Linked DNA regions of Gossypium hirsutum: region 2 is linked to region 1. Evidence: chromatin contacts called from public Hi-C data. All regions are on one chromosome and are shown on one strand. Each heading gives the region's core, a stretch centred on a gene start, on an enhancer-like site or on the middle of the called end of the contact. The rest is flanking DNA. Distances are from core to core; before and after follow the strand shown.

The links. A called contact is a pair of places that touch in the nucleus more often than the background predicts.
Region 2: a contact with region 1 is called in a Hi-C map of hypocotyl, with 6 times the contacts expected there. The contact joins the promoter of LOC107954673 here to the promoter of LOC107954683 in region 1. A contact is called at or near these places in 11 of 34 Hi-C or Micro-C datasets (anther, callus, hypocotyl and 2 more).

Annotation. Positions count from the first base shown.
Region 1 is chrD07:31,176,439-31,182,495 of Gossypium_hirsutum_v2.1, reverse strand. It overlaps LOC107954683 (E3 ubiquitin-protein ligase RNF4), which reads right to left and starts at 3,426. Exons shown (of 5, transcript XM_016890311.2): 1 at 3,191-3,426; 2 at 2,177-2,538; 3 at 1,884-1,938; 4 at 833-948; 5 at 1-627. The coding sequence starts at 2,422. The coding sequence ends at 406. It overlaps LOC121219053, which reads left to right and starts at 5,433. Exons shown (of 5, transcript XM_041096532.1): 1 at 5,433-5,750.
Region 2 is chrD07:31,438,284-31,444,340 of Gossypium_hirsutum_v2.1, reverse strand. It overlaps LOC107954673 (galacturonosyltransferase 8), which reads right to left and starts at 2,355. Exons shown (of 3, transcript XM_016890300.2): 1 at 1,878-2,355; 2 at 490-1,728; 3 at 1-152. The coding sequence starts at 2,057.

The DNA of each region.
Region 1 (6,057 bases), core at 2,177-4,676:
AGATAACTTGTCAAAAGGATTGTTTGCAGAAATATAGTTTAAAGCTTGGGCATCTTGAAGATTCCAAAATCCAAAAATTAGCTCCGCTGATGCACAGAATTCAATGCTTCTTTCTCTTTTCAATTGCAGTTTGAGTTATCCCTGAAATAGAATAGCAACCATCATCAGAAGTTAATTTGAAAGAATGAATAATATCATTCAGAAAGCTGGCTACATAATTGAAAGAACATCTTGAAGCCCAGTATCATGACAGAAACAGAATGCTTTAGAAAAATGGCAGCGTAACAGTACATATATAATTCCCTTTCACAACCTTTGATTCATTTTCCTTCCAAAAAGACATCACACACATACACACACACAGAACAGCAAGTTTACATCACTAATTGGGCATGAAGCTCATTTTCAGCTGGCTGATGGAAGGAAGACCCTAATTAGTTCCTTTACAGTCACTCTTTTCCTGCAAGTTGGGCATTTTCCCTGGGCTGCTATTGCAGCTTTGATGCATGCCTTGCAGAAAATGTGCCCACATCTTGTTGACATCTCCTCATTTAATGAACCCATACAAATTGGACAAGTGAAGGTTGGCTCCTTGGGAAGTGACTGGGGCTTTGTAATTTCCTTGACCTGCCAATCAATTAGTTAGTGACTTTTATTCATAACTTCAACAAAAAGCCAGAGGTGCCACTGCATGAGAACATGTGAATGGACAAAAAGTTGGGAGATGTCCAGTCAAAATGTCTTAGATCTGATGACTAGAAACATATGTACACCCTATCCTTGAAAAAATCTGCCTTGCATCTTTTGTAAGCACTAAGAAATAAGTTCTTACCATAGACTGCGGTGAACTCTCCAAATTGATATACCGATCACAATTGATAACTACTGGGGTCGGAGGAAGTCTCCTGCACCTGTTCAGGTTATTATTAGTTGACCGAGCAGGCCGCCCTGGAAGGAGAGAGATGTGAGCTGCAACAACTTCAAATACCTAGTAATCTAGGGTCCAACACTTCAACTACAAAAGAATAAATAAAGTAAATAAAGAACCACCAGTCTCTAAGTTGGTTGACCTATCCAGTGACACAAGAAACATAAAATTGGAGTAGATCAGTTCGCTGCGAAATAACATTTACCTCACTTGAGGAAAAGGTCTGTTTTATTCTAGTGCTTGAGCCATCAGTAAACAGTACAACCCACTTCACAGGCCCCGATTAAGGGCAAACAGCTCAGAGACATGTGTATATTCTATAATCCCCTTAACAAACTAATATAGACTATAAAGTTATCAAAAATTAGTAGTATATAGTTCTAAATCTAAAGCAATCACACCAAAAATATGTTCTGAGAACTCGAGGACATACGAAACAAAGTTTTAATACAATTCTCAGAAGTATATAAAGAAAAAATTGATCGGTTTCTTCTAATGAGTTATGAGGCACATGATGTCAAATAGATTTCCACTTGGATTAAAGACATGTTTGGTAAATAGATTGTGATTGCTTTGCTTGTAATTGTCATTTCTGAAGAGAATTCATCCAGGTTCCTTCCGTATTCCTATTAATCTTTTATTTTATTATTATTATTATTATTATTTGGTATTTTATCACCCAAAAAAACCACACGAAAATCCCTTATGATCAACAAGTTAAAGGGTGGTCTTAAGTTTCCCTAAGGACCCTCTAACTCATAAAAATAATTAATCACCTAAATCATGTCAGAAATCAAATTATTATGGCGTCAATAATATAACTAAAATGGAATCTTTTGACGTCGAGCAGATATATAGAACAAGGTTCTTTTATGCAACATGCTTACGGCAATGCAGGTAGCAGATGACGAAAAAGAAAATATTAGCCACACCCTTCCCTAATAAATTTAGCTACCTGAATCTACGTCAACAACAGTCCTTCCACGGCTTCTCCTAGAATTGTTTTTAGCCTGACATAAAACCCCAAGAAAATTAATAACAGTCTACATAATGCAAATGAATCCATAAAGACAAGTTTAATGTACAGTTAATGTGAAAACAAAATACTATTGAACAAGAACTGCATACCGCTGCGAATGCTATAGCGGAAGATTCAATTACATCACCATCATGCAAATGAATCCATAAAGACAAGTTTAATGTACAGTTAATGTGAAAACAAAATACTATTGAACAAGAACTGCATACCGCTGCGAATGCTATAGCGGAAGATTCAATTACATCATCATCAATAGCTTCAACATCAATAGCTTCAACATCAATAGTTGCAGATGGTGGAGGCTGTACGGGTTGAGTAGTCAGTTGCTCAGATCCAGCCTGCTGCGAAGTACCCTCCTGTTCCCTGATTTCAGTGGGAGGAACATTGAGATCCAGGAGTGCCTTCCTTCGTCGATACCCTCTAACAGAAGGCCCCCTCACTTCTATTGTGCTCATGTTCGGCTTAATATTTTTCCTAAGTGCTATTCAAATATGCAGCCTCAACAATACCTAAAAACAATCACCTTGAACTTCAACATCAAGTTTTCACTAAAACCAATAAATTCTTTCACCTGATTGAAGCACGAGAAAAATAACATTTGAAAAGTATAAGAAACTCACAAATACTTGATTCAATCTCGACAGTTACGAAAAAAACTCATGATTTAGAACTCAAAAAGATCCAGAAAATGAGCAGACAGACACTTAATTCTTCTAAACTCTTAATTTGAAAAAAATGAAAGAGTAATATGCAAATAGTAATTTGAATAATATTTTAGCAAAAAAGATATGTTTTTTTTCTTTCTCAAGCTTGCTTCCTTAATGATCCAAACAGCACCAAATGAGTGAACAACTGATTTCCATATTTCCAGCTTGATATTGTTGATTAAATTAATTTATTTAAAGAAGTACGGGATAATGAACAACCACTCGACATAAAATCATTTTTTTTTTAATTAGTCAACATTCGAACTAGAACCGATCGGCAGATAAAAACCCGCAACCAATCAATTATAATAAACTGATAATCAAATAAAAAATGAACTTTAAGAAATTTAATCAAATTTAATTTAAGAACACATCAAGATTAGAAAAAAAAATGTAATAAAAATATCTCAAATCTCAGCAATTGAACATCAACCAGATCACCGCATTGATTAAAACGAATTGAAAAAAGAATAAAAGAAATTAACAAGAGAAAGTATGAGAGATTTAAAAAAATACCTTGAAATCATGGAAAAATGGAATCAATTTTCGAATTCAAAAAATTCCCAAAAGAAAAAAAAAGAATAATTGGAAGGAAAAAGAAAATTAGGATTTGGAAGGGAGGGAGGGAGATGAGGGAAGGTGGAAAACCTTATGAAAATCTTGTGAATTTAGGGTTTTTAAACAGGCAAAAGAATTTAGTGCGAGGGAATGGAAAGGAACTGCTGGTCACAAACCAGGAAATCTTGGTTTCCACGTGGCTTGATCTCTCGAATTCTAATACCTGTCACGTGGTGACTCACATATGCACCACGTGGCTATTTTAAAAATTAGTTCATTTTTAAAAGTTAGATTCATGCTAGATTCTCATTCTTAGCAAGTGGCTTAATTATGTTTATGTGAAACCATGGAATAAAAATATAAAAATTTTATATTTTTTATACATTTATAATTTATTTCTTATTTTAATTTTTAGGAATTTAATTTTTATATTTTTTGAATTTAAAAATTTAATTTAGTTATTATGATTATTAAATTTTTTATTAAATTTATTAGAGTAAAATCTTAAAATTAAAAATATATATTCACTTGATAATTATGCAATAATAACCATAATGTTGAAAATAGTAACTAAAATTTTTTTCCTTAAAATTATTCATTTGAATTTGTCATGATAAAATATTCTTGGTTGTTGTTGTGTTCATAAGAAAAATTGACATCAACATTTGATTGACATAATTAACGATATTAACTGTTTAGCCTAACTAATTATATTATAAAATAAAGGAAGCAAATTATATAAAAAATTAAAGCATGTATATATTAAATCTCACATTTCAGTATAATATAGAGACTATTATCTTATAATGTAAAAAAGAAAACAAAGACAAACTCAAAAGAAATGGGAAGCCACTCTATCAATCTCTAAGAGTTTTAAGACATTTAAATTATATATAACAAAGTAATATTTTAATAAAAAATAAAAATATTAACTATTTTAATTAATTAATAATATTATAAAAATATAAAGATCAATTTGTGTTAGAATTAAAATATAAATATTAAATCACAAATTTAAGCATAACAAAAGAATTAAAATTTTAACCACTAATTTATGATGTAAAAAAAGTTTGAGAGTACCATGATGTGCCATGCGTCAATAGAAGGAGGATCATTTAGACCTTTTTATATCTATATTATTTGTAAAGAATTATAAAAGATTATGTTATTTGCAAAGTAAGATATATGATTTTGTCAGTGTTTTTATAAATAAAAATAAAAATTTAGGCTAAATAGGCTATATATACCAAAAAAAATTAATTGACTAAATAGGTCGATATTTTGAAAATTTAAGGAAATAGACCGTTTTTAGAGAATGTGTGAAAGTGCCTCCAACTGGATGCGCTTTCCCTTTAAATTGCATTTTTTTTTACTTTTTTTATATAATTAGCTTCTAGTTAGATGGTTAAATGTTAGTGGTTTTGTTCTTGAGTTTCGAGTTAGATTCTTTTTTCACTCACATTTGTATTTTTTATCTTACTTTATTCTTACTTTTCTTATTATTCTATTGTTCTTGTCTTCTAATTTGAATTTTTGAATTTATTAAAGAAAAAATTTATTACAAATTGTCGAAAGATTCGATTCGTTAGAATCCGATCCAAGAACAAGGATTATTAGTAAAAATAGAATTTTCGGGAGATATAGAAAGATGCAAAACTCTATATTTCTATTCTATTTTTTCTCTATTTAAATTATATATACATATGCAATGGAGGAAGATAAAATTTGTTTTATTTGTCTCTCTAAATTCGAATTTCATTTCACAAAAGAAAATTTTACTTTTTATCTTGTTGCTAGAGGTTTACTCATTAGTAATGTCAAACAATAATAATTATTCACATAACTTGTTTTTCGACAATTCCTTTTTTGTCACAAAGTCAAAGCCCATTACGCGGGTTTTGACTTTTTTGTTCAATTCCTTTTTTTAGTGAAATGGGATTTTCCTATCATGTCAATATTCATGCAAAAATATTAAAATAGATTTTTCTTTAAATCAGATTTGTGGTTACAAAACTACTATTCCAATAACCTTGAAATTGGGTCATTACAAGGACACTATACATATAACAAAAATTTCTTTTACCATTAGAATTACACCATGTTTGGTTAGATGTATTGGCATAGCCATTACACCCCTATTCTGTGGGCCCCACTTAATTCCACTTTAATCCTTTGTTTGGTTCACTGTATTAGCTAACACGGGTCTATTACATTACAGACCTAATCCCTAAAATTCACCGATTTCTAATCCCTTGTTTAGGTCATGCTTCACTTTTATACCCTGTTTTACCCTCCCTCCCGATCGACGCTTCCCCTTTCCGTCTTCTGTTTCTTCCTTCTAGCTTGCGGTTTCTGCAGATTTACTCCTTCTGTCTCTCTGTCACTCTTTCGCTTGGCCTTCTCAACCTTTTCAACACAATTTACGCTTGGCCTTCTCAACCTTTTCTTTTCTTTTTCTCTCTGTCACTCTTTCGCTTGCTCTCATTTGGTGGGTTTCCAAGTTTACTGCAACTGAAAGGTAAACCAATTTCTAACTCTCTTTTGCTCTCAAACTGCTTTAATGTTTGCAGCTCTAAATTTATACTTTGTTTTTTGGTTTAACTTAAATCTTTCTTTTTTGGTTCTGTAACTCTCTCCAGATTTTTTTTTCTTTTATTTTATATTCACTGTTTTTTCTTCACTCTCTCTGGATCTGTAAGCCCTCTCTCTCTCTCTCTTTCTCTCTTATTTTCAGTTTTCATACTTCCCGTTATGATTAACTTGCAAAAATCCTATCAATAATTTTTCAGGGTTTATTATTATTATCTTTTTTTTTGGAGATTAAG
Region 2 (6,057 bases), core at 1,106-3,605, 260 kb before region 1:
ACCGCGGCATTGCGGATCTCATCCATGCTAATGCTTGGATTATAGCCGAGTCCAAGAACGTGCCATGACTTGTCTAACGGTTTCGTCGTGGAGTAAAATGTGATCAAACCAGGGGGCAATGTTCCCAATTTCCATAGAGTCCTATTCTCATTCTGCAAGCAAAACCAAGGGAATATGAAGCTAATTAGTCATAACCTCATCTACTATGGCCCAATAATAGTAGTGATAAAAACAAACAACAACATCAAACTATTAAAACCAGAAGCTGCTAGCATTTCCACATTAAACTTTGGCGTATTAATAGCTGCTATAGCAGTTTCAACAAAGTCAAAATAATATACTTTAGTTCAGCAACGGTTTACTCAATCTAGACTATGGAACAAGCTGCATTATCTAATAGCATAAATCAAGCACCAAAAGTAGCATGAGAGATGCTACAAGGCATAATAAAGCAATCAGAAAAACAAAAGAGTGTCGCTCGAAGCTTACCAGATTCTGCCAGTAATGATACTCCTCAGTACACTTTTCCCTCCTCCAAGCATCCAAATCAAAGAAATTCATGCCATAAGCCCAAGCACAGGCTTTGGGGTTAAACTTTTGCTTAATCAATGGATGCGAGAAATTCATATACTGTGCATACCGATGGAAAGACCCAAAACAAGTCTCTACTGCCCCATTCACTTTCCCATCCATATCAATCTTCCACAACCCAGTCAAATCCTTCTGCACCACAATATCATCATCCAAAAACAATATCCTATGCAACTTGGGGTACATCTCCGGTAAATAAAACCTCAAATGATTCAAGATTGATAAATACTTGGGGTTCCTAAACTTCATGTTAGTCGTATCTTTCGTGGCATTCTCCAGCGTGTTCTCAAAATAAAACTTCTGCAGATTAGCCGATTCTAACTGTCTTAACACTGGAACATAGGATGAATTCAAAAACTTATAATCCTCTACCGCCTTCACTTCAATATGAGCTCCATTATAATCTTTCAATTTGAACATAACCTGCATTGCCCCAAGATTCATCTTGTCCGTCACCACATGGAAAACATGTTTCCATGGCTCTTTCGCGTTCTTCGTGGCTGAATTCACCACCACGGATGCAGCAAGAACGTTATCAGAAAAGATAGCGTAATGGTAAAGCTTCGGATCCTCGAATTCCGGAGGCATTGGTTTCCCTTCATCTGTATATTTGTCCGGATGCGAGATTCGTTCCTCCATCAACCTCATTGCCAAACAATGTAAGCTTTTTGGGATCGATTTAGCGGCGATAAGGCTGGAAAATGCGCCTTGCTTTTTGGCTTTGGTCAGTTGCTCGTTGACAGCAAAGATGGTGTCTTTTAGTTTCTGGATCTTCAACTGGTTATCGAAAGATTCCTTGGCTTCCGAGATCATTTGGCGCGTGGCTTTGATTCGCTCTTTGACTTCTTTCTCGAACTGTCGTAGCAAGGGCTCGTCGATGGAGAGCGAATCGGTTTCGAAGAGAGCCTGATAGGATGGTTTGCTAATGAGATCCGAGTAGTTTCGAGATAGATCAGCAAAAACCCTAACGATCTTCGAGTTTTCGAGCTTTAGCTTTCGAGCGTAGGAGGCGTAGGCGAGGACAAGAGAGCGGTGGTCGTCGGCTTGTTTCCGGATCTGGTCCAGCCGGGGCTTGAGCGGATCGGATTTGAGTGCCAAAACGGACCTCCTTGTGGATCCAATTCCAGTGGAGAAACCCTAAAAACACCAAAAGAAATAGAAGAAAAAACAACGTCGTTTAATCAGTCACCCTGGAAATGTGCATTTCTCATCTTTTAATTGATCTTAGAATCGAAAAAGAGTGAAATTAAATGTCGAGCCAATAAAGTTAGTTAGTTAGGACTTACAAAGTTGGTTTGGAGATGAGGAGAATGAGAGTGGGAAGTGAAGAAAAAAGAAAGAAGAAAGAAGAAACAGAGTGCAACAGTAATGGCAGAAGCCAATAGTCTAACAGTAAAGCCAAAACCTCCAAACATTGGGCCTCCGCCGCCGACGCCGATTCTTGATGTACGTTGGTGATTTGCCATCTTTCAGATCAATCACCGGCGCATCGAAATGAAAAACAGAAACAAAAGGATAATGATAAGGAAAGTTGAGAGGATAACGAATTTGGTGATGGTGGTATGGCAGTGGCAGTCGCTCACTCTTTAATTGTTTGCGAGTGTGAGTGTGTGTGTGTGTTTTTCATTTCTTTTTACCTAGATGGAGAGAGAGAGATCAATTAGAAAATGTACGGGGGAGATCAACGGCTGTGATTTTCGTTTAGCTAATTTGAGTGATAGCTGCCACTTGGAATCTGGCTAGCAGGAAACGCGGAATCCCGTCTGACTGTCACTCCCTAAGTTTTTTCATTTACTTATCAATTTCAATTGCTTATTAGATTTTTCGTGTTTCTTAATAACGGGTAAATCAGCTCAAATTGAAATGGAATCTGGGAAGGGTGATACAGCTTCAGTGGGAGACAATGGTAGGAGATCCGCAAAAAAGGTTAGGTGGAGGTCGGAGGATCCACCGAATCCGGACAATCCTATTGTTAACGACAAAAGTATGAAAGTGGTCTCGAATGATGTTCAAACGGTGTCATGGAAAAATAAGCTTTTAGTTACCACAGTTGAAAGGATTAATCTGTAGAATGAAGAAGACTTCGAGTTACTTGAGGGTGATGCAAAAAAAAAATCGTTGATTGCATCCCTTCCGTCACTTTCTCCGAACAAGTTTATCAATTTATTGCGAAGTGCATGGTCCGGACTATGGTCGTCAAATTGTTGGGAAGGAAAATTTCATACATTACCATGACCAATAGATTGCAAGCTATTTGGAAAACTAAGCAGTCATTACAAGTTATTGACTTAGAGAACGATTATTTTTTGGTTAATTTTCAGGATGATGATGAATACCTTCATGCGGTGTCGGGAGGTCCTTGGACAATTTTTGGCCAATATCTCACTGTAAGGCCGTGGGCACCTTCGTTCACAACAGATCAAGAGTTTCCCACTAGTTTGTTGGTTTGGATCAAATTGCTTCGGCTGCCGGAGGGCATGTACACGATAAGCCTTCTAAAATTCATTGGAAGCATAATTGGCCCGGTTGCAAAGATAGCCCGCAATACCGACAATAAGTCTATGAGGTAGTTTGCGAGACTTGCGGTTTATATTGACCTTGGGAAATTGCTCGTTTCAAAATTGCAAATGGACGAATAGTTCAACGTGTGGAATAGGAATCTATGTCTTTGGTGTGCTTCGGGTGTGGGAGATTCGGACACTCTTGTGATGCATGTCTGCATAGGCTTGAGAAAGGAGAAACAACTGAAGGGGTTACGGTTGAGAATCTCGACAATGATACAGTGGCTCAAGGAGGGATTACGGATAGGAGCTCCAACAAAGATGCTATAGCACATGGTAGTGACAAAGAGGATCAATTTGGGACATAGATGCTGGTGGAACGCAAATCACGACGGAGGCCCTTGACGGCAACGAAGGAAATTGTCGACAGCATTGATGCGAGGGCCGAAGGATCAAGGTTCAGCGTTCTGAGCAAAAATTACGATGAGGTTGAAGGGATCAAATGTACTGCTTTAAATGGTAGCACTGGAATTAAGGGATCTGATGGGGCAATTTTGGGAAAGGTTTTGCCAGCTAGGGGGAAACTATTGTCTAACCTCCAAATCAAATATAAAGTGTTGAAGAAAAAGTCATCAAAGAACAAAGGTAAAGCTATTGTTTTAGTGAATGGGCCGAAAACTAATTCAAATGTTTTAAAACCAACTAACAACCAAGGGCCCTAATCTAGGTAGGTAGATAACCCATTCAACGATGGATCAAAAATGGGTCTGAAAATTTTTAATAATGGTTCTGATCTAATCAGATTTCAAGCGATTAGCCATGATTTAGACAAAGGAGAAATCTGGTCGTAAGGTTAATGAAAAACAAAGGGATTTCTTTGGGAAAGAGAGAGATGGAACGATTTCCCAACACAGTCTCGAAGGGAGACAATGGGGAGGTGTTCAGTGAGCGGCCAACGGCTGAGATAGAAGGGTTAAGCGCTGATATGGGAAAAATACCAAGGGGTATATCATAGGGGGAGTTATCTGCTCTTCCGATCGACTGGGCTATTGATGCCTTAATTAAGGGCTTATGTCAGGAGGTTGAGAATGACACATCTATGGTAGGTGGAATCTCGATGTTACAAGGGTCGGATAATGAAACTCTGGTTTATGCTAATTCGGAATGAATCCTAGTTAGTGTCTATAGTAGCCTTTTGTTAATTGTGCTAATGTTTCCTAATTTTCGTACCTTGTTTTTCGAACTACCAAGGGTGTGGTCATCCTCGGTTTCGTAATTTTTGGAATAAGTACAGAAAGGAATTTCATTCTAGTCTTGTTGCTCTTTTCAAAACAAGAATCAGTGGTAGCAAGGTTGATTCGACCATTACAAAATTAAGATTCAATAATTCTTTTAGGGTTGAAGCTACAGGGTTTGCAAGAGGAATTTGGGTTTTATGGGATGATAAGACTGAAGTCGATGTGCTGAGGGTTCACCCTCAATTTGTGCATGTGCGGATATGGGATACTCAAGGCCAAATGCCTTTCTTATGCACTGCGGTTTATGGTAAGCCACAAAAGAGCATGAGGGAATATATGTGGGAGGAGTTGGAAATAGTAGCCATCAATGTTGTGGAGCCATGGTTGATGGCAGGAGATTTTAACGCCATTTTATGGTACAATGAACGACAAGGTGGGGTTGAATCTCGTAATGTAGGTTGTAGCCGATTCAACTCTTTTGTTTTTCGTCTTAGCTTAAATTATTTGGGCTTTCAAGGTACCATGTTCACTTGGAATAGGGATAATCTTTTTCATAGATTGGATCGTTCCTTGTGTAATGATCGATGGCAAACTATTGTTCCCAATACTTTTGTCCAGCATCTTCACAGGTTGAAATTAGACCATCGGCCATTTTTAGAGACTGTTAATCCGACTAGCGGGAGGAGAGGGGGGAGAGGCCCTTTAGATTTCTTACTAGCTGGCTAACTCATGCTGAGTTTCGTGACATTGTTGCCAAATCTTAGAGAGCAGAATGTAATGTTGTTGAGAACTTGAGTAGTTTTATTAGTTTAGCTCATGATTGGAACAAGACTGTTTTTGGGAATATATTTGTAAGGGAAAGAAGAGCTTTGAGGGAGCTAGAACGTATTCAAGGAGCCTTGGAGCATTGTAATTCTACACAGTTAAAGGTGAGAGAAAAAGAGATACGACTTGAAGTTGGAAACATCCTGAGCCAAGGAGAATTGTTATGGGTACAGAAATCGATATGTGATTGGCTTTCTAATGGTGACCACAACACTTGCTTCTTCCATAGTCTAACCTTGAAATAGCGAAAAATGAACAAAATTGAAGCTTTGAAGATAGATGAAATTGGATGGTGTTATTATGCTGAGTTTTTAGAAAAACCATGCTATTGAACACTTTTCGAATCTGTACACTATTGATAACTACTCAATTGGGGAGTTTCCTATCAAGAGGTATTTTTCGAAAATTCGATAATGATATTATGGAAGGCCTCAATACTGGGATTAGTATAGAGGAAGTTCTTCAAGCTATTTTCAGCATGACTCCTCTTAAGGCACTAAGAGTAAATGGGATTCATGCCAAATTCTATCTAGCACATTGGGACATACTAGGCGGAAGTGTATTCAAACAATTCTGGTTCTCATCCCCAAGAGTAGTGATGCGGACTCTATAAGTTACTATCGTCCTATTAGTCTTTGCACTATTCTATATAAGATCATTACAGAAACAATTGTGATTCGTCTTTGTCGGGTTATGCAAATGGCGGTGAAACAGAATCATTCAATTTTTATTCCTTCACGCAATATTTCAGACAATGTCATAATTGCTCAATATGTAACACCCCTATACCCGGTCCAATTATATGGACCCGGTATAAGACTATTACATTTGGTGCCAAAACAGTTTTGGCTAGACACTATTTAATTTAAACACTTATACATAGTATTTTAACTTATTTAACC